2 separate regions of the Sus scrofa genome follow, and region 2 is linked to region 1. A link is a contact called in public promoter capture Hi-C data. All regions are on one chromosome and are shown on one strand. The core of a region is the stretch at or near the end of the contact, and the rest is flanking DNA. Distances in the headings are between cores, read along the strand shown.

Evidence for each region. Promoter capture Hi-C pulls out the DNA fragments that hold promoters and counts their contacts.
Region 2: a contact with region 1 is called in a promoter capture Hi-C map of fetal liver, with 2.9 times the contacts expected there. The contact joins the promoter of KIAA1324 here to the promoter of AMIGO1 in region 1. A contact is called at or near these places in 1 of 5 promoter capture datasets (fetal liver) and 1 of 47 Hi-C or Micro-C datasets (embryonic fibroblasts).

What each region holds. Positions count from the first base shown.
Region 1 is chr4:110,618,397-110,622,500 of Sscrofa11.1, reverse strand. It overlaps AMIGO1 (amphoterin-induced protein 1), which reads right to left and starts at 2,072. Exons shown (of 2, transcript XM_005663589.3): 1 at 1,725-2,072; 2 at 1-1,281. The coding sequence starts at 1,216.
Region 2 is chr4:110,951,715-110,955,818 of Sscrofa11.1, reverse strand. KIAA1324 (UPF0577 protein KIAA1324 homolog) reads left to right here and starts at 1,727. Exons shown (of 22, transcript XM_013997295.2): 1 at 1,727-2,065. The coding sequence starts at 1,913. C4H1orf194 reads right to left here and starts at 1,629. Exons shown (of 4, transcript XM_021090091.1): 1 at 496-1,629. The coding sequence starts at 576.

The DNA of each region.
Region 1 (4,104 bases), core at 823-3,322:
TCTCGACACCCCGGCACCAGCAGCGGCAAGGGGTGAGGTACAGGTAGATGAGGACCAGGACCACGCTGAGGATGCAGCCCACGAGGGTGGTATAGGCTGTGTTGAGGGTGTCGTGGTGTCCGTGCGAGGTGAAATTGTACACTTTCAACTCCACAGACAGTGTCTCGTTGAAAGCCTCCCCCATGGCATAGCAGGTGTACACGCCCCCGTCCTCGACCTGCACCCGCTGGAAGTGAAGACTGCCGTCGTCCTTGGACACTGTCACCGTGCTGTTGGCCCCCTCCTCTAGCACCCGCTCGTTGCTCGGCGTCACCCACACCTTGGTCATCCCCTGCTGCTTGGTGTCACACTTGATGGTCAAGGTGTCCCCCAGGTGGGCCTCCCAGGCACGCTCCTTGTACTCGCTGCAATTGAGGAAACTCAGATTGAAGACATTGTGCAGCTTCTTGGCGCTCATGCAGTACAGGTCCTCCTGGAAGTCCATCACGGAGCTCAGCTGCCGGTACTGCCAGTGGGAAAAGAGCTGGTAGAGCTCACAGTCGCAGTGCAGGGGGTTGTTGTGTAGGTAGAGCCCGTTCTTGATCCAGGCGGGCAGCTTCTGCAGGTCGAGCAACGGTAAGTTCTTGAGCTTGTTGGAGGAGAGATCCAGGAGCGTGAGTTTGGGTAGCTTGGCGCCTTCCTTGACCAGTTCCAGAGGGAAGCGGGAGATCTGGTTCTGGCTCAGGTAGAGTTTCTGCAGCTGGGCCATGTCGTCGAAGGCGCAGCGGTCCACTGCCATGATGTGGTTATTGTAGAGCAGCAGCACCTCCAGCGCCTGCAGTTCACTGAACAGGAACTCGTCCAGCGTACGCAGCTGGTTGGAGGAGAGGTCCAGGTAGCGCAGGTTGGGCACCGGGGAAAAGGCCTCAGAAGAGATGAAGTTCAGGTGGTTGTGGCTCAGCAGCAGGGAGTGCAGGTGGGTCAGGCGTGTGGGGGTCCACTCAGCCCGCAGGCGGCTCAGGTTGTTGTGGCTGAGGTCCAGCAGCGCCGTGTAGCTGGGCAACGAGTGGGGCACGCTGGGCAGCTGCTGCTTGGAGCAGCTGAGGATGTTGCTGGCGCACAGGCAGGCGGCAGGACAGCTAACCACGGGCCGGCCAGCTCTGGCCACCTCAAAGAGGAGCAGGTACAAGGACAGCAGCAGGAGCCAGAGGCCTCGCAGGTCACGCTGGGGTTGCATAGTGTCACGGGGGAGGGTGAGGAAGGCCACAAGGAAGGTCCGGGAGGAAGTCACCCGGGCATGTTCTGGTGGGTAAGGAAGGGTCATTTTCACGACAGGCTTAAGAGCGACAGGATGGGTTTGTGGTCACCTGGGCCCCTGGCCTCTCCCTCCTTCCCCTCTCCTCCCCCTGCCCCACCCCCGCTGGGCTAGAAGAGAAGGGATGAGATGCTGGGTAGTTCACCGGCACCGTGCAGGCAGTGGGCTCAAAACACTGGAGCCGAGGAGGAGGTAGGCACAAGGGCCTACTGGGCTGGGGTCGCAGCAGTGGGGGATGGGGTATCCCGGGGTGTCAGGGTCACAGAGGTGGCAGGGCCCGCGTCTGGAGGCGGGGTCAGCAGGGCCTTTGGGGAGGAGCTGACGGAAGGTCGACAGGGCACAGACCGGATAGGGAGAATCCCAATAGGGTTGAGGGCCCTGCGAGGGGCCTGTGGGGGCGGGCTCCCCCGGGGGGCTTGGGTCACTGCACCTGCTCGGCGAGGACGTGTCTCAGCCCATGGCGGGTCCGGGAGCTCCTTCGCGGCCTCCCCCGGCGGCGCCTCACCGGCCGGCCTGCCGCGGCGCCCGCTTTACGCAGGGGCCCGCGCCTGGCACCATCGCCTCCCAGGGACTTGCCGGGCTCCGCTCCGCTCTCCCCGCGCCACCGCCTCGACCGCTGAGCCGTGAGAGCCGCCAGACCACGGCCGCTGGCTCCGGGTCCGCGGGGCGGGCGTGCAAGGGTGCGGGGACCTGCAGGCACCGCGATCTCAGCGCAGGGAGCGGCGTGGGGGCAGCGAGCACCGCGCGCGCGCGCGCCCGCCGCCGCCGCCGCCGCCGCCGGAGCCTTGCGGCGCGTGCGCGCGGCGGGGGCGGGGCGCACGTGCGTGTGTTTGTGTCGGAGCCTGGCGGGCGGTCGCGCGCGGGTCCTTCCTTTTCCGAGCGAGGGGGTCGGGACCTGGCAGACCAAACCGACGCGAGGGGGACGCTGGCCCCTTCGTTCCCTTATTACTTCTTCCAGTCCCGTCACCCCCGCCCTTCTACCTTCCAAAGCCGCTCTCGGGAAAAGTAGGTCTTGCTGAAGTGAATTTCGCTGCAACTGACTCCGGGCCAAGACGCGTCACTCGTCTTCTAATTTTACAAATTAGAGAAATCTGGCTCAGCTCCCGGCTGTCAAGGTTGGCGGGAAATTCATCCGTCACGTTCTGAGGTTCCCCCTCCCCTCTCTCTAGGGTTGTCAAGTCTCAAAATTTGGTAAAAAGGTTTGGAGAAGGGCCTTTTTTTTTTTCCCCCCTCAATCTTGAGGTTACCATTCCACCACCCTTGGAGTACCACCGAAAGGGGCCAGCTTCACAGCCCACAAACTGGATAGGCAGGAGGAGGGTAAGGGGGGGGGAATCTTTGGGGCATGCCTAGGCCCTCGATCCACTTCCGCTCACTTCCCCAGACACCCTGTGAAGCAATCCCCCCTCCCCCACCGCGTACAAGCCAGGGACGAGTTTCCATTCATCCCTAGAAACTCCCCCAAAAACCTTCCACGCCTGGAGAGAGAATCATTCATTCCTTAGGCCTGGCCACTTGCCTTCCTCTTAAACCAGTCTCGGTTCTTTCCCCTGCCCTTATGAGGCAATTCCAGCCGAGACCCTCTGTTAGCTGTTCCGCAAGAGGAAGGTGAGGGGGGTTGTCTTTTTCAGGGCGGTCCCTGAGACACCAAGAAGCTGTTAACCAGTGTGTGTTTTGGGGGTTGGTCATGGGGAGAGAGGGATGTAAGAAGAGCCTAGACCTTATAATTCAAGACTTTGGCTATTCTTGGGATATTTGACTCTGAAGGAGAAATTACCTTTTTATTCTTTCTACTCTCTTACAACAGCAAGAGCAAGACTGAAATTAATGTCCCAATACATTAGCCTGCTAAGAGTTTTAAAAAGAAAGAATTTATGTCTGTCACAGGTTTTACCATGAATTTAAGGGAATGTATTATCTCTCTCTCTCTCTTTTTTTTTTTTTTTTTGGTTTTTTGGACCACATCCGCAGCATATGGAAGTTCCCAGGCTAGGGGTCAAATTGGAGCTGTAGCTGCTGGCCTATGCCACAGCCACAGCAATGAAGGATCCAAGCCGAGTCTGCGACCTACACCACAGCTCACAGCAATACCTGATCCTTAACCTACTGAGCGAGGCCAGGGATTGAACCCACCCTCTTATGGATACGAGTCGGATTCGAGTTGGATTTGTTTCTGCTGAGCCACGACGACGGGAACTCCCAGGAATGTATTATCTCTTCAAGGGGTTTTAGCGGGTTAGCCCTATGCACGGTGTGAAAAGCTCTTTCTTTTCCTGTTCATTTCAGGCATCTCTGACCATGTGGGGAGAATATTCAGGGAGTGGGAAGTCCTGAAATCACATTGCATTGGTTCTCTATTGCAGCATAACAGATTACCCCAAAACGCAGTGGTTTAATACAGGGTATACATTAATTGTCTTTCACAGATCCTATTGGTCAGAGATTCAGGAGCGGCTTGGCAGGCAACTCTGGCTTGGAGGTCTCTTGTGCGGTTACAATTAAATGGAGCTACAGTCAATGGATGGCTTGACCAGGGCTGGAAAATCTGCTTTCACAGAGGCTCACTTACATGGCTCACTCACATGACTGGCTGGCTGTTGGCAAGAGGCCTTGGCTTCTCCCCATAAAGGCCTCTCCACCAGACTGATTGAGTTTCCTCACAGCATGGTAGCTGACTTCCTTCAGGGCAAGAGATCCAAGAGAGAACAAGGCAGAAGTCACAGTGACCTAGCTCTCTGAGGTCACACCTATTAACTCCACTTCAGTCACATGGCCCAACCCTGATTCAGTATGGAAGGAGACTACACAAA
Region 2 (4,104 bases), core at 478-2,977, 330 kb before region 1:
TCAAACATCTCAAATGCTTCTACCAGGAAAAAAAATTCACCTAAATTCCCAAATCACTGGCCACCAACATTAAACACACTTATATATACACATTCCAGCATGAATCAGAAGACATGTATAAAGCATGACCTGTGGTTTTCAGAGGATTCTTTCCCACTCCACAGATCCTACCTCTTCAGAGAACAGTCTTCCAAAGAGGGTAAAGGGTGGCTGGGCGGAACCTGGGCGTGGCTTGTGTAAGTCCCCTTATACCAAGGGGCTGCCAGTGCTCCTGGTTCCCGGACTAAAGCTCTACTTCTCTCTGCTCAAAAGCACTTCTGAAACGCTGTCAGACCTGAACATGGGAACATGGAGGCAGGCAGAAGGCGGACTTATCCGGTCCCTAACTCACCGTCCTCACCAGAGCCCGGTTAAGTTACTATCTCTTCCCGTCACGCTGACAGAAAAAAGAATGCCGTCGACACTGCGGGGAATATGTGCAAGAAACCTCAGTACCTTGGAAGCCCGTATTTTTCCCAAGTAGGAATCATCGTTATCCAAAGTGGAATGCTGGAAAGGGTCTCGGGTGAGAGGCATGGTAAAATGCCGAGCGAGACGCTCTTTAGAGGGACGAGAGGCCCGCGCAGCCGCACACACCTTCGCGCGCGGAGAATCGCGGGTCCCAATTGTTTGGAACGCCCGATTTCAGTTGCCAGGCAACAGCCCCGCCCCCTGCGACTGAGGTGAAGTCCCTCGGAGAAGGGCGCCACCTGGCGGTCCAACGCGGGAGGCCCCTCGGAAGAAACTATCAGGAATACAGCGTGAAGCACCGCAGAGTATGCCAAGGAGCGCTGGATTTGCAATCCTGAGTCTTCGGTGAAAAACGTCGACGTCCCATTGTACGGGTCTTCTGCAAAAGATTTCAGTTGTGGAAAAAATTCCTAAAAGATGCCCCAGAAATGTTCTTCTCTCTGGCATCTAACAAAAGGATTTCTCAAAGCTATGAGAGAATGAGGATGTCAAGAGACAGAAGAATCCAGTTGCTGTGCTTGGAAAATTGCTAGCTAAAGCAAACTTTCCTTGCTTTAACTCTATTTAACTACGCGAGCCTCAGGGCTTCACATAGAGCCTGTTGTCAAGGCACGGATAGGTTTGACGGGATAAAAGTAAGGTCTCCAGGAGTGCACTTGTGGCACAGTGGGTTAAGGATCTGGCGTTGTCACTGCAGGGGTCCAGGTCGCTTCTGTGGCGCAGGTTCGTTCCCTGGCCCGGGAACTTCCACAAGCCGCCGCTGCGGCAAAACAAGAGAGGAAAGAAGGAAAGAAAGAGAGAGAAAGAAGAAAGAAGATCTCTAGAAGTGGCTGTTGCGGTACCGGGGTCACTCTTTTAGGCTATAACCTTTGGAGGAGAGGCGGCATCTCAATCATTTATCACTTCGCACAGAAGTGCTTAATAAGGATTTATCAAGTGCCACGTCTGCAAAATTAGAGATGCTCATAAGTAGTCGATGGCCCGAAATAATGAATTAGATGGCGACGGTTTGGAGGTGGTTTCCACCGCGTTCTTTACACGAGCCCTGTGCGCGCCTGTTGGGCCCGTTGCAGATCCTGGGCGCGTGCATTTTCACGCCGCGCGCGCCAGCGGCGGCGGCTGCTATGGCGACCGGCAGGTGAGCGGCAGAGGAGCGCGTGGTCCCTGCCCCACCCGCGCGGAGGCAAAGAGGAGGCGGTTGCCAAGGCGACGTGGATAGGAGGAGAAGAGGAAGGAGGGAGGAGGAAGGATGGGCGGCCTTGGCGTAGCCGCAGGGAGGTGACTGAAGCGAGCCCAGCCCCTTGCATCCTCCCCCTGTGAACCTCCCTCCCCTTTTTTTCCGCCTTCAGTAGCTACAGACGCAGCACCTGAGCCGCTGCTGCCGCTCGCTCAGAACAACACTATGGCTGAGCCTGGGCACAGCCTCCATCCCTCTGCCAGAGGCAGGGGAAGAACTGAGCGGCGCACACTCCGGCTTCTGCGGCTGCTGCTCTGGGTTGGGACCGCCTTCCAGGTGACTCAGGGAGCGGGACTGGAGCTTCACGCCTGCAAAGAGGTACTGTCCTCCCCGGCCGACCCCACTTGGGTCGACAAAATATTGGATCCTGGCGGAGACCTTGGGATCTGAGCACGGACAGTTTCAGAGGCCACGGAGTTTAGGTTTCTTTGGGGATAAGGCGCGGGGGTGGGGGGAAGAGGAGCAGACTGGCGTCATGGAGAGGCCAACCCACTAGAGGACTCACAGAATAGATCATCCTCACAGCTTGGGCTGCTGAGCTCAGGGGAAAGGTCCCAGCTCCAAGGAGCTCAGGAGGGAACTGAGTCCCTGGACTCGGAAATGAGGGAAGAAGACATGGACTTTTCCCAGCTGCAATGACATTACCTTTAAAGTGATTGAAAACAAAAAGATGATGTATAGAGGGGCAAAATAGAAAGTGGGAAAAGAGAGAAGTGGGGTAAGACGAGTTTGGAAGGCCGGCAGAAAACAGTGGATGGACATGGGAGTCCTTGTGGTTTGATCATGGCTTTAAAAAAGCAGTATGAAGGTGGGAGGTCGTTGAGAGGGACCCCATCTCCTCTCTCCCCTGGGTATGAAACATCCTGTTACCTTGCTGGCTCCTAAACGTGGATCTTTTTTTATAGTTTGCGCCCCCCCCCCCATACACACTTTCTTTAATGTACCTGACAGTGTATGATCCACCTTTGACCAGACTTTCAGCTCTAATATCTCACATTCTGCCAATGTCTACTTCCTTTCTCTGGACTTTTGCTTACATATGTCGTAAGCCTTTTTCAAGGTGTTTCTAAAGTTTTGCTAACATGATTCAGAGAATAAGTACTGAATGTCTTCCCAAGCCAAACTGCCTTTTGAACATTCTTTTGGAGGGATACAAAAAGGCATTAAAGAGCAAAAAAACAGTTTCTGTGGTATTGGAATAATAATTGGTTTGCTCTGAGTAACTTTTTTAAACCATATGGTAGAGGCAGCAACAGCATATTTACAAGAACTGCAGGGGAGAAAGCAAAAAAAGTTCTGTTATCTATGTCGCATGTAAAAAACTCATAATACATGAAGAGTCTAGCCCAGTACAGTTCATCTGAAATGTCATACTTGGTTAAGGTTTTGAGAGATTGAAATTTTTTTATAAGTCATTATTAGCTACTGATTAGCAACAATGAGCCTGTCTCTTGTGGCAATACATTATTGTGAAGGCTTTCTGACTCTACATACAAAATTATGGACTACAAAGTGAAAGGATAGGGGAGAGGAGAGAGTTTTTGTGTAAATAAAGAGATTTGACTTCATTCATGAATATGTATGAGTGACTACGGTCAGTGGGAATTTTGGTAACTTGTATCAGCTCCAGTGATGACCTGCCCTGGGCCAGCCACATTTCCACACAGCCACTTTATGGCCTATTTTAAAGCTGACTGAGGACAGGATGATTTTGTCAGTGATTGTGGCTTACTGGCCTTGGTGGCCTGTGGTCTACCCAACCAGTTCCAACAAGCAAACTCACTTGCCTAAGAATCCAACATGGGTGTCCCCAGAATGGAAGGTAAGAATCTTAGAGTTCAATGACCACTTCTTGTTGAGATCTTTGTGGACGATGGAAAACATGAGACATTTAAGCAATTAAACACTTTGTACCATCTTGCTTTAGAAGGAGGGCAGAATTTTGATACTTGAGAGCATTAACTTGTGTACAAATTTTACCTTTAGTCCTTTTTTTTTTTTTTTATCTTTTTCAGAGCTGCACCCATGGCATATGGAGGTTCCCAGGCTAGGGGTCTAATTGGAGCTATAGCCGCCAGCCTATGCCATGGCCACAGCAACACCAGATCCAAGCCGCATCTTTGACCTACACCACAGCTCATGGCAACGGATCCTTAACCCACTGAGTGAGACCAGGGGTCGAACCCGTGACCCCACGGTTTCTAGTTGGATTCGTTTCCGCTGCGCCACAACGGGAACTCCTCTTTAGTCCTTTTAAACTGATTGACATCTGCCTAAGCAAAAGGCCTTGTGGCAGCTGAAGGCAGTGGAAAGCTGTGGAACTCATTATGCCAGGGTTCCAGTCCCTGTTTGTTATG